Regions from separate parts of the Mus musculus genome. Here all the other regions are linked to region 1. A link is a contact called in public HiChIP or PLAC-seq data. All regions are on one chromosome and are shown on one strand. The core of a region is the stretch at or near the end of the contact, and the rest is flanking DNA. Distances in the headings are between cores, read along the strand shown. Region 1 overlaps Anxa2 (annexin A2). Region 2 overlaps Gm39369 (a long non-coding RNA gene). Region 3 holds the start of Bnip2 (BCL2/adenovirus E1B interacting protein 2).

The links. HiChIP or PLAC-seq counts read pairs in DNA pulled down with a chosen protein or histone mark.
Region 2: an HNF4G HiChIP or PLAC-seq map of pancreatic cancer cells shows a contact between it and region 1. The contact joins two enhancer-like sites.
Region 3: a contact with region 1 is called in an HNF4G HiChIP or PLAC-seq map of pancreatic cancer cells. The contact joins the promoter of Bnip2 here to the enhancer-like site in region 1. A contact is called at or near these places in 1 of 15 datasets of contacts at CTCF or cohesin (the NIH/3T3 cell line), 11 of 115 datasets of contacts at active chromatin or transcription factors (CD8 T cells, acute myeloid leukemia, astrocytes and 8 more) and 2 of 9 other capture datasets (adipose tissue and embryonic stem cells).

What each region holds. Positions count from the first base shown.
Region 1 is chr9:69,473,747-69,478,132 of GRCm38.p6, reverse strand. It overlaps Anxa2 (annexin A2), which reads right to left. Exons shown (of 13, transcript NM_007585.3): 4 at 1,986-2,080. Among named protein-coding and RNA genes, the nearest start is that of Mir3109, 19 kb to the right of the region's middle. Within about 2 kb of position 2,067, at least 67 of the 459 cell types and tissues checked have an H3K27ac peak or open chromatin away from gene starts, as enhancers often do. A contact at or near this core is called in adipose tissue, astrocytes and pancreatic cancer cells, where this site is marked.
Region 2 is chr9:70,076,423-70,080,808 of GRCm38.p6, reverse strand. It overlaps Gm39369 (a long non-coding RNA gene), which reads left to right. Exons shown (of 3, transcript XR_870892.2): 2 at 357-588; 3 at 793-1,018. Among named protein-coding and RNA genes, the nearest start is that of Gm39369, 4.4 kb to the left of the region's middle. Within about 2 kb of position 2,523, at least 30 of the 459 cell types and tissues checked have an H3K27ac peak or open chromatin away from gene starts, as enhancers often do. A contact at or near this core is called in pancreatic cancer cells, where this site is marked.
Region 3 is chr9:69,986,834-69,991,219 of GRCm38.p6, reverse strand. Bnip2 (BCL2/adenovirus E1B interacting protein 2) reads right to left here and starts at 1,754. Exons shown (of 11, transcript NM_016787.4): 1 at 1,531-1,754.

The sequences.
Region 1 (4,386 bases), core at 818-3,317:
ATCCCAGCCACAAAAGTATTTTTGTTGCTACTTCATAACTGTGTGTTTGCTGCTACTCTGAGTCATCAGGTAAACATCTGTTTTCCGGTGGTCTTAGGCGAGTCCTGTGAAAGGGTTGCTCAACCCCTGAAAGAGATCATGACCCACAGACTGTGAACCACTGCTGCAGACCAGTCTTGACAAACAGTGCACCTAAAACAATACTAGGACGTCCTTTTAGAAAATTACCTCAGGCAGTTGCGGCATCTTCCTGTGACAGATAATCACCCTGGACCATTAAGTATCATCAGGGCAGTGGGCTGTCCTTAGCACGCGCTAATGCCTGTGTGTTTGCTGACCCTTCTCATGATTCTAATAATGTGTTTACTCCAACAGGCTCTGCAGGATCTGCGTTCTCCAGCTACCTAACATGAAGCCAAGCTCAGTGTGCACACACAGTTCCAAGGCCACACTGAATGAGCAGTTATTTCCTTCAGTCCAGAATAGTGGATCTCCTGTTCCAACGGGAACTTGGCTCTTGCAGCTCTCAGATCCTTTGGGACAGCCAGAGACATAAAACACTCCCTTCTGAGCCTCACTGCAGAAGATTAACACACGTCATCCCGTGAAAGGAGAATTGTAATGCATGTGGGATGAAGGGAGCTAGCTGCTTTCCCATTTACGTCCTTTCCCAACTGCTTTGGAGCACGGAGGACAGAGCTTCAGCCAGGCTTGACCTGGAACTCCCAGGACCTGGTGGTCACGCCAACTCCAGGGACACACAGTTTCTCCTGGCATTCTTTCAGGTCAATGCTACTGTAGCGGGGAGTGAAAGCCTCAAGTCAGGCGGGAGCCGCATGAGGTCACCCTGATGGCACTGTCCGAATATAAGTCAAAAGCTTTTAATAGCAAAGCGTTAGAGATTAAGTAGCATATCCTTAAAGGTAAAATGTCCTAGTGCTGTGGGAAACTAAGGTGGACAAGACGGGGCCTGCTTTAGCCACGAGTGGACGAGCAAAGGGAAAACACACACAGAAAACTCCATAAACACTAGGAGCGAAGCCTATTGAAGATAGCAGGCTGGACCACAGCACTTCAGCCACGATGAATCTGATAAAGAAGCTGTGTGTGTGTGTGTGTGTGTGTGTGTGTGTGTGTGTGTGTGAGATTTAGAGCTCTCTGAATCAGCTAAATTGACTGTCTGGGGAGCCCCAGGAATCCTATCTAGCGTCCCTAGCACTGGGGTATTTAGCTCTTTTAACGTGGATGCTGAAGATTGAACTCAGATACTCATGCTTGTGTGACAAGCACTTTACCAACAGAGCTGTCTCCCCAGCCCCTCAGTGTAAATGAGAAGCACACGTTAGGACTCACGCCCAGTGGAGGAAACCATTCTGAAATTACATTCACAACATCTGACGAAGAAGCCAGAGAAGCCATGAGAGGAAGTGAGTTGCTACCTAAGCACAGCAATGACAGAGTCAGCACATAACCCGTGGGACCATTGCTTCTCTTCCTTGTCGTCTATTCCAGAATGCCTCCCTCGTGTGTTCCAGGATGTCACCTTTCCATTCTACCTCCCACGGCTGTACCTATGAAAGCAGCAACCCTCTCAAGGATATAAGAGGGAAACCTTGGACATCCAAGAGTTCTAGAAGGATCCTTTTGGTTAAAGAAGATCCACAACTCACAAAAAGAAAAAGTAATGTTGGACGGGGTAGGGGTGGAGAATGGGTTAGCAGGTAATGGTGCTAAATGTAAAAAAAAAAAAAAAAAAAAAAAAAAAAAAAAAAAAAAGCCAGATGTGGTATCCCCAGCATTTCTGTGACAAGATAGAAATTGAAGACAGGGGAATCATCTGGAAGCTTTAGGGCCTGCCACCCTACGGTATGCAGGGCAACACAAACAAGGGACACACACACACACATATTAATTAAGAACAGAACAGGCAATATCTGAGAACATTAACTCAACAAGGCCTGCCCTCCACACTAAGGTTCCAGTACCTTTTTGGTCCTTCTCTGATAGGCGAAGGCAATGTCCTGCCTCTGCACATTGCTGCGGTTTGTCAGGATGTTGACAATGGTGACCTCATCCACTCCTGTGGAGAATCAAGTTATGAACAGTTACCCCACCACACGCTTTAGGAGACGTTCACACAGTGAAATCCACATACTCTCTCCCCAACCCAATACTAGAATGTCACGACTAGCTCATCCCTCTTCCTGACCAAACACAGGCACCCTCATTACCTTCTTCCCCAGAAAGCCTTGGACCTTGGGCCTCAACCCTTTAAATATTTGCACTTAAAAAGCTATTTTATTCATAAATTGGTTTCCAAAATCAACAGTGGGAGGTACACGTGTGGAACTCTGGCAGTCAGATGGAACGAACAACAAAGATTTTAAATGAAGGTCCCCAAATTGCCACTTAACTGGAGAATTAATAGACAGAACCTTCAAAATGAATTAATAGAGACAATTATTTATATTTATTGCAAGATTATGGCTGTATAAATGGCTAGGTATAATTTTTATAATTATACCAGCTGTCATGACAAATGAGTCAGGCTTAATATGGCAGTTATATTTTAATAGCTAATTGATTAATAGAACCACACTTATTGAAGATGAGATTGTCTCACAAGGAAAGTATACATCCTGTGCTTTCAATCTTCAATAGGTGACTTTAATAATCAATTTTACAACTGTATTAAAAAAGAATAAGTGCTTTAATCTAAATTAAATCTAAATTGGGAGTTTTGAAGTGCCACCCAAATGTTTCAGTACCTATTTTAATTGGAACATGTGTATTTACAAAGATAAGCAAGGTTCGAGGTATCTGAAAGTTTCCAATTTTTATATCAGAAATATTCCTCACATGTCATTTAACTCAGCAAAGCTCAGTTTTGAGGATTCAGGCAGCAAGAGAGCTTTCCGCTGTCTGACTATGAACTTTGCTCAATAAAAGGAAAAGCCTTTGCCATGACTGGTGGGCAATTCCAGAGTCCCTAAGCACAAAAGGTCACTTACAGACTGCACCCAACTTGTCTTACAGAAAGTCAGAGGCATCCCAAAGCACTTGGAGCTCAGAACTATGATGTTTGGGCGGCAGAACAATGAACAGTTGGACAGTGGAAGCATCCTGATGCTTCACGCGCATTTACAACGTGATAATTTCCGGGTATAAAAAGAAAGATGCTTTAAAACATTCATGTACTCATTTCCAAGTGGGGTCACGTACTAATAAATGTCTAGCACTCCACTTAGATTTTAGAGTAGTCAGTGTGAATACAGTGTGAATACAGTGTGAATACCCTATTGCTAGACACTGAGGTGGGTTTGAGGATACGGATTATCACCCTTGTATGTCCAATAAGGGACTGATTACATAATCTCATTTTGTCCACACACTGGAATACTATGCTATGTATGTGGTCATTTAAAATAAAGCAAGGTGAATTATTTTTATTCTTTTTTGAGGATTTTTTGTTGTTGTTGTGCTTTTGTTTGTTTGTTTTTTCAGTTTTTTGGTGGTTTTTGGTTTTGAGACAGGGATTCACCCAGCTGGTCTCAAATTCACAGAAATCTGCCTGCCTCCTGCCTCCTGCCTCCTGCCTCCTGCCTCCTGCCTCCTGCCTCCTGCCTCCTGCCTCCTGCCTCCTGCCTCCTGCCTCCTGCCTCCTGCCTCCTGCCTCCTGCCTCCTGCCTGCTGAGATTAAAGCTGTATGGACTATACAAAGAAACCCTGTCTCGAAAAACAAACAAGCAAAACCAACAAAGGAATATGGATGGATCTGTGTAGAAGGCTGGATCTAGAAGCAGATTTGTCAAAGGTTTCGCAGTATCATGCTGATGACAGTCAATGCAGAGAAACTGAACAGAGATCCTCTACAAGTGGGCAGCTCTGGACCCTAAACCCTCTAAACCCTCATCTGCATCAGTGCTGTGTCACAGGTAGTTGCTGGCATGTCTCAAGAAGCCCAGCATTCTCTGGGCTTATGTGCCTTGAGCTGGCACATAAGGCATAACCTATGCTAAAGCACCAGAATACCCATTGGTGATATTATCTTTAAAAAAAAGATTTATTTATTATGTATACATCATTCTGCCTGCATGTATGACTGCAATCCAGTAGAAGACACCAGATCTCATTACAAATGGCTGTGAGCCACCGTGCAGTTGCTGGGAATTGAACTTGGGACCCCTGGAAGAAGAGACAGTGCTCTTAACCTCTGAGCCATCTCTCCCGGTGATGTTATCTTTAGACCACTATTGCTTCCTTGACCTGATGTCCCAGTGGATGAAACAGTTTGTTCCTGTGGAAAACTATCCAGCATAGCTTGAAGCTGCAGGGACCAAGCGGCCATTGGCCACCACAGTCTAACTACAGATGAAGGAGGTGGGG
Region 2 (4,386 bases), core at 1,274-3,773, 600 kb before region 1:
AGAAACTAAGTTTATTTATTTAAAAAAAAGTTTTATTACATTTATTTGTTTGGGATTTGTTTGTGTGCAGATGGAGACAAGAAGTGCTTTGGGGGGCGTGGTCAGAGGACAACTTTTGGGAGTCTGTTCCCTCCTTCCACCATGTGGGTCCATGGGATTGAGCTCAGTCCTTAGATTTGACAGTAAGTGGCTTTATGGGCTGAGCCATCTGGGTGACTCCAAACTTACTCATTTTAATTGATCGACATCTGTGTTGTCAGACACTCTAAAGTACATATCTCATGTCACAGCCCAGTGACTAAGAAATGACTGTCTCCATTTTAGAACAGAAAAAATAAATCTCTGTCTTGGTTCAGGGCATTCAGCAACTGAAGAGGTATTAAACGCCCGACCTTGGACATCAGGCTTTGTGGTTTCCTACCACAACTTATGACATTCTGGAAGCTTCTAGGAAGAAAGCCCTGTGCTGGAACCTTGCACTGGGTGGCAATGCCTGCAGGTCTGCATTTCTTAGACTCTGAAAGCTACAGAAAGCAAAGAGGAGAATGCGGAACATCTGTGTGTGAGACTCACGCCTTCTGATACCAGGTGGGCAGGAAGTTACGCACGAAGTAGCAGAAGAAAACCACAGAGAGTGGCATGTTGGTGGCTGTGTCTCCTAATGTTCTGAATGGCTTTCTCTCACCTCTGTGCCCTAAACAGAGGGACTGAATCTGCACAAGACCCGACAGGGTTATAATATCACTTGCATTGTGGGTTTGATGTACCCTCCTTTTGTAATCTTTTCAAAAGGTTCATGGGAAGAGAGACCTGAAAAGGGAGATCTGGCCTACCACAATTTGGAAAGGAAGAGAGATCACTTTACGCCATGATCATATCATCCACCTCATAAGTATCCATAAAACTCTTCTACAGTCCACAGTGCAGAACTCCCTGGACGACTTCCTGCCTTGGGGCAGCCGACTGCCATCCAACTTTGGAGTATCTGCTTTGCTTAGCTTTGCTAAATAAATTTCTGCTTATATTGAATATATCTTTTTTAAAAATTTTTCAGTTTTTCAAGACTTGTTTTCTCTGTGTAGCCCTGGCTGGTCTGGAACTTGCTCTGTAGACCAGACTGGACTTAAACTCTGAGACCCACCTGCCTCTGCCTCCCGAGTACTGGGATTAAAGGTGTGTGTACCACCACTGGCTGAAAATATCTTTTGACTCAGTTCTCTCCTCCAGGAAGATAAGAGGTAAGTCTTCCAGGTGTGGATAAATGTGCTGCTGCCAAGCCTGCCTACCTGAGTTTGATTCCCTGGAAGGAGAGAACGGGCAATTTCCAGTTGTCCTTTTATCCCCATGTGTGAGTAGGCATGCTTGTATACACACACACACACACACACACACACACACACACACACACACACACACACCCTGTGATACCAGATCCTTAGTTTCTGATATAGCGGGAACAACCTACATGTGGCTTTGAGAACAATCAATCGCAGAGGCACATCTGACTTGCACACAGTTTCCAACATACTGCAGCAGCCGTCCTCAGGTGCCTCACGTCTAAGTCCTTGTCTGCTGTGCGTCCCTTCCTGTGTCGTCCCTCACGGTCGCTCTTGCCATGTGTCCTCTGCTGCCTATTGTAAGTGGCTTTAGGAGGCATGGCCCTCTTCACAGAGCCTCTCAGGTGGCCTTTTCGTTTGAATTTCCTTCACTGAAAATGCACCTTAGTGAGAGAGTCCTGCTTCAAATTGTCAGTTCCAAGTCTCCTGAGTCCCTCTCAGGAACCAAACTATTCCCTAAGGACTATGTGGTGGTTTGAATAGGAATGTCCCTCATGGACTCAGGCTTGGCCGTTAGGAAGTGATAGTTCCTGACAGGGATTAGTAAGTGTGGTCTTGTTGGAGGAAATGAGTTTCTGAGGATGGGCTTTGGGGTTTCAGAACCCCAGGCCAGGCCTAGTGGCGATCTATTTGCCTGCTGCCTATAGAGCTGGATATATAACTCTCGGCCACCACAACTGCCTGCATGTGCGCTATGCTATGTTCCCCCTTGTGAGGATAATGGAGAAACTGTAAAACAAGCCCCAATTAAATGCTTTCCTTTACAAGACTTGCCTTGGCCGTGGTGTCTCTTCACAGCACTAGAACACTAACCAAGGCAGCCTAGAAAATGGGTGATAACTAACAAGTAGCCAGTGGATAGTGTGAAATAAATATTTACAGCTATAGAAAAAGAAGATGAGAACTTCCAGAGAGCCCAGCCATGACTTCATGGGCTCTTCCATGTGGGCGAGGGGACAGAGGCTTAGACTCGGTTCAGTTAGTGACTGTGGGAAGAAGAGGCCCGAATGGTTTAGGGAAATACTGAAGGTCAGAGGGGCAGAAATCCAGCACTAGGGCAGATGGTGATAGAGCAGGGGTGGTGGAGGCGGGGCTATGATGAAGTCAGAATTTGGGCTAGCACTGTAGAGGGAAGCATTCAGTATTTTTAGAGACGACACCTTACTATTTGGCCCAAGCTGGTCACAAACTATTGATCCTCCTGCCTCAGACTCTTGTGTAAGTACTGGAATCAATGAACCTACTCTTACTCAGAGATGGCTAAATAAGATCCAGGGACAGCTGCCAGGGTGTCTGTGGCAAACTGCAACCCTCTCTTATCGGTCACAACATATGTAACAATTTGGTGTTTTGAAACAGTGTCTCACTATGTAGTACTGGCTGGCTTGGAACTCTCTATGTGACCAAACTGGCCTTGAATTTACAGAGGTTCACCTGCCTCTGCCTCCCCACTTCTGGGATTAAAAGTGGACACTGTTAGGTCTCAGGTTGATCATTTGTCTAGAAACGAACTCAAGCTGTACCATGAGATTTCTGGTGGTTAAACAAAAGCCATCATTCCTCAGAAACTTGTGAAACTGGTTCCCATCTGTCGCCCTTCCCAAAAAAAAAAAAAAAAAAAAAAAAAAAAAAAGTCGTTTTTCTGACCTGTGGCAGAAGGGACGTATCAAAGCCCAGCTGGCCTCCAGGTTCCCTCAGTATCACAAGTACCTGTCATACATTCCAGATCCATGCTGCCATCCTGACCTTCCCTACTCCCAGCTACTTGCCCTCCTAAAAAATCTATAATTTGTCCATCTCAGACTCCCTATTCCACTCAGTTTTTTGTTTTGTTTTGTTTTGTTTTGTTTTGTTTTGTTTTGTTTTAAAGCCACTGTGCATGTGTGAGTTCCTGCTTGGAAGGTGAAGGACAGCTTTCAGGAGTCAGTTCTCTCCTTCTATCACATGGGTTCTAAGGATCAAGCTCATGTTAGGTTTGTCCAGGAGCCTCTTTGTCACTGAGCCATCAGGACAGCCCAGAATATGTAAGCATTGTCCTGTACTGACAGCAAAACGAATTAGAAGTGGAGGCAGCTGCCAAGAACAAATGGGCCTTGAAACTGATCAGGGAAGCTCCAGGTTACAGCATGCCCTCTGTTGATTTAAGCAGTGTTCTCAAAGGTAAGACCTGCACACGGAGTCTCTGAAGCACGGTTCTCAGCCCTGGCCGGCTCTGGAATCACACGGAGTCTCTGAAGCAGGGATCTCGGTCCTGGCTGACTGTGGAATCACACGGAGTCTCTGAAGCAGGGTTCTCAGCCCTGGCTGACTGTGGAATCTCTGGGAAAGCTATAGAGTGGCTGATGCTTCATGCATACCATCGAATGCGGTCGATTTCAGCTGCTGCTGTGTTGGGATTTTTTCCGGTTTCTTAGGTGACTCTGATGTGCAGCCAGGATGCGTACCTTCGAGGCATCTCCTCTACAGGTGCAGATCCTGTTAAAACGGCAGAATTGGATTAGGAGGCCTGCCTCTAAACTACCAACCAAAGAACACGCATGATAGGACTCATGGCTCCAGTTGCCTGTGCAGCAGAGGATGGCCTAGTCGGACATCAATGGGAGGAGAAGCCCTTGGTCCTATGAAGGCTGTGTGCTCCAGTGTGGGGGAATGCCAGGGCCAGGAAGCGGGAGTGGGTGGGTTGGTGAGCAGGGGGAAGGGATAGGGGACAGGGGACAGGGGAGGGTGGTTTTCGGAGGGAAAACCAGGAAAGGGGATAACATTTGAAATGTAAATAAAGAAAATATCCAATTGAAAGAAAGAAAGAAAGAAAGAAAGAAGGAAAAGAGGTCAGAAGAATTAGAGGGGAGGGGAGGGGTGAAGCTACTGTACATGTAGCACTCCTCTATGAAATTCTTACAAATTTTATTTAAAGCATATATATAGCAAAAAAAAGAAAAAAAAAAAAGGAGGCCTGCTTCTAACAAGCTTCAGCTGCTTCTGATGGGAAGGCCTGACCACTCAGAGGAGGGGACTGGGACAGAGATGCCTCATCCTGGAATCTGTTAGG
Region 3 (4,386 bases), core at 505-3,004, 510 kb before region 1:
CTGCCTGTGCCATGTCTGCCTGGATACTGTCATGCTCCCACCTTGATGATAATGTACTGAACCTCTGGACCTGTAAGCCAGCCCCAATTAAAATGTTGTTTTTTTATAAGACTTGCCTTGGTCATGGTGTCTGTTCACAGCAGTAAACCCCAAACTAAGACAGTGAGGTCGAATGCAATGTCATTAGCCATTTAGCTTAGACAAGAGGCAAAAGACAGACCCTATGTCCTGATCCCCAGATCTATAACAAACCTGTCTGTAAAACCAAATGTGGTTATACTTAAGGGTGAAAGGTCCTGCGATGCCTAAAGATGTAAGTATGTTGGTTTATGGTAATTCAGTCCCTACGCTATGCACATGTCACATTTCCTAGTCCAGCAAGTTAGAAAAGACCTAAGAATGGCATTGAGAGATAGAGATTGATTAAGAACCAAGCCAAAAAAATAATGTGCGAGGCAACCAAACATTGGTAACTTCATGTATGGGTAACTAAACTAGATAACTTCAACTCTAACTTTGAAGGAACACCCACTCATGAATTACAGAGTTTCTACAAGTGAAGGCTAGAGGAGTGGGTCAGTAGTTAAGCATGCTTGCTGCTCTTCACAGGAGCCTATTTCGGTTCCCACCACAACAGCCTATAATGCTAGCAGCTCCAGGGGTTCCGATGCCCTCTGCAGTCGCCTATACCACATGACAAGACACATTAAAAAAAAAAAACCTTTGAGAAAAAAAACCCTCTACAATTAAAGGATTCTAATAAATCATAAGAAAACGTGCATTTCATTGAAGATGGGAATTCAAGTATAAGGGAAAACATCCTAATTAAAAGTGACGCAAAAGAAAGCAATACTAAGATGCAATTGCAGATGAAAGGCACTTTTATAGAAATACTTTGATAAACACTGCAAAAGTTGTGTCCTCATAGAGTTCCTAGGACAAAGGAAGTTTCGAAGTAACGTAATATAGATCCAAATAAGTTTCTGCTTGAACGTGAACAGACTTAGGAAGAATTCTCCAGTGGCATCGCATGCATACAGCAATCCAAAGCATCCTAGCCGGTATTTAAATGAAGAGGTTAAGTGTCTGAGAACAGCCAAGGATCAGGCATTGACGTACACACCCTACAATAGGATATCACACTCAGGAAGGTTCAAGAGAGCCCTGATGACTTATAGGATGCTGTCTGTGTATGCTGTCTGCGTCCATCCCCCCGAGGCTATGGGGTGCACTACACGCCCAAGTTTCTTTGTTCTGCTCTGGACTGACGCCGGTTAGGAACACGGAACAAACGAGGCTAGGGGAAGCCAGGAACCGGGAGGTTCCGCTCCAGGCTTTCGGGCCACAGACGGAAAAAGGAAGGGGGCGAGAGCCTGGCACCAGCGTCCGAGGCAGGGCGGGGCCCGGCAGCGCTCGGACCCGGAACGCGAACGCGCCAGTCCACGGCCGCCACCCCCGCCTGGCCTGGCCGATCCTCCCGCAGCCCTCCGGCTGTGCCGTAGCCCGGCCCGCTACCCAAGCCGTGCTCACCCCGGAGGAAGCCGCGGCCCCCTCGTCCTCTTTGCCCCTCCAGGCCGGCGACGTGGGGCTGACGGCCAGGTCGCAGAAAGCGGCGCCGGGCAGAGCCCGCTGCCCTTGGTCGGCTGTGGAGACGGGGCCCAGCTTTTCCCGGACGATCTTAGTTGCAGTCCGGGCGGCTGCAGCTGACCCGGATTCAGTGCGTACGCCCCGGCGGAAGTGACCACCTCCGGACCGGCGCCGGGCGCGGCCGAGGGAGGAAGCGGGGGCGGGGCGTTTTCCTAAAATCCTCGGCGGGCTTCCTCTCTGCGCATGCGCAGCCGTGAGCCCTTCTGTCCCGGGCCAGCTAAGGCTTTGGCTTGCTGCTGGCGAGGGAGGAGGAGGGCGCAGCTTTCTAAGGCTCACGCACTTAACGTTACTGTAGGGACCTAACCTCGCTGTCTTGAAAGAGCTATTCGTTTCTCTCTGTTTTCCTTTACTTGACATTATATTAACTATATTACAGAGTGAATGAAAAGGGGGTGAAAAATAGTCGATGTCTTATGTACGATAGCCAGGTCCTAGAAGAATCTACTTTGATAGAATTTTCCGACGTGAATAGTTTTTCTCTCCAGTAATGCTTCTGAGAGAGTAATAAGTACCCCACCCCTCTCCTCCCCAGACTCCTCTCCTGTGTTCCGAGTTGGCCTTGAATTCCTTCCAGTGTATCTGAAATAACCTTGAAAACTAATTTTCCTGCCCCAGTCTCCAGAGAGCTGAGATTATCTACATGATTGTTACCACATTGTGGTAGAGATAGAGACAACTTAGGGCTTCCTGACTGCTGCTAGGTAGGCACTCTATTATCTGAACTTTCCGTTCCCACCATGTGGTTGCTGGGATTTGAACTCCGGACCTTCCGAAGGTCCCGAGATCATAGGAAATTTCATTACGATTCACGACTGTAGCAATATTACTGTTCTGAAGTTGCAACGGAGTAATTTTGTGGTTGGGGGTCTCCACAACATGAGGAACTGTACTAAAGGGTCCCAGCTTTAGGAAAGTTTAGAACTATTGCTTTAAAACATGCTTTTCCCAGTTATTTGTGGGTCCTATCTTGATGACGTAGAAAAAATGAAAATAAAAGTGAAGTCAGTAAATGTAAAATATTTTATTATCACAGTCAACAGTCCTAAAATTGGCTGTCGTAAAAAAAAAAAATCCTCAAAAAGGGGGAGGAGGGGATAAGAGGTTTGTGGAGAGGAAACTGGGAAGGGGATAACATTTGAAATGTCAATAAATAAAATAACCAATAAAAAATTCTCAAAAGATCTCAACTTCTGTACTTTTCTGTGTGGGCCATTAACAATTTTTTTGAATGGCTTCCGTCTATGAGCTGTCCTTTTAAGCAGCTTCAAGGGGCTGTTATTTTGGAGGGCAAGGTCATCCCTCTTAGAAGTTGAACGTGCTCAACCTGTCCAGAGAGCTAGTAGGTAACTATTTGGGCAAGCCTATTACTCCTAAAAGGAATGGTGAAGTCAAAACTATTTTAAATGGATCCAAAACACAGTTCTTTAGAGATACAGTTTAGATTTGTTCTCTGTTGGCAGAGAGTTAAGAGCTCTGTGACTTACCTATAAAATGGAGAAAAAAATAATGCCCGCCTCATGGGGCTTTTGAGACAGAACAGTACATGTATCTGAGATGGGCGCTTGGAATGTTGCTATCATCTGTGTTAGTATTATTTCCCCTAGCAATTTTCTTAATTGCTGGAGGGGGAAACATGACAAACAGATCCACAAAGTTTTAGTTAAACCACTTGGCCACAGGAAGCATTTTCTCTCCAGTTACAGATTTTTCCGGAGTTCCAATTTGTATTTTAGTTCTGCAGTGTGCAGAGTTCCCCACACGGTGGCAGAAAATCGTTTGCAATCATGCCAGAGAGTGAGGTTTTTGTGGTCTTGAGTTTCCTCATTTTAGTAACAGAACATGACTTGATTCAATGTTTGGTTCTGAGTAAGATACTCTGCAACATTTTCCTTTCATGAACTATTTATCTTTACTGTTAAAACATTAGAAACTGTGGATAAACCAAAAAGACTATCATTATGAATGATCACTTTCAGATTTGAATTTATTTTTATTCATTGCATGTCTTTTTAAAAATTAGTGGATGTAGTTTAATCAAATGATTAAGTTTATAAATTTTTTTGTTTAAAAACCTTTAAATTTATTTTTAGAACCTCATGCAGGCACTCTGCCACTGAGTTACCCTTCCTGTTTTGTTTTGGAAATATATCAGAAATTCCTTTTCATATTTATAACTGAATTTCATCACATTCATTCATTCACTTCACAGTTTTAAAAGACAGGATCTTGTGCATCTCAGGCTAGCCTCCAACTTGCATGTGGCTGAACCTGGTTTTGAACTCCCGACCTTCCTGCCATTACTTCCCAAGTATAGGGATTGCACCCTGTGCTTAAATTTCAACATTATATTTACTACCAAATTTTTATTTACCATTCAAGTAGTTCCATATTTCATAGTTAAAAACATTTTAAAAAAATATTCAAAAAATCAGAAAAACGGACTAACTTATTTTCAAGTAGTACACTAGATACATTTTCAGATTATATATTTGATATATTTTTCTTTAACTTATATCTAATACCTTTAAACCAATGTATCTAAGTGTGTTAAATACTATTTCAACCTTGTGTTTACAAACTTTGGAGGCAATATTTAGTAGTTTTTTAAAAGATTATTTTATGTGTATGACTGTTTGTCTGCATGTGTATTTGTGTGCTGTGTGTTTGCCTGATTCCTGCAGAGACCAGAAGAGGGTATCAGATACCCTGGAAGAGGACGTTCAGGTGGTTGTGAGCTGC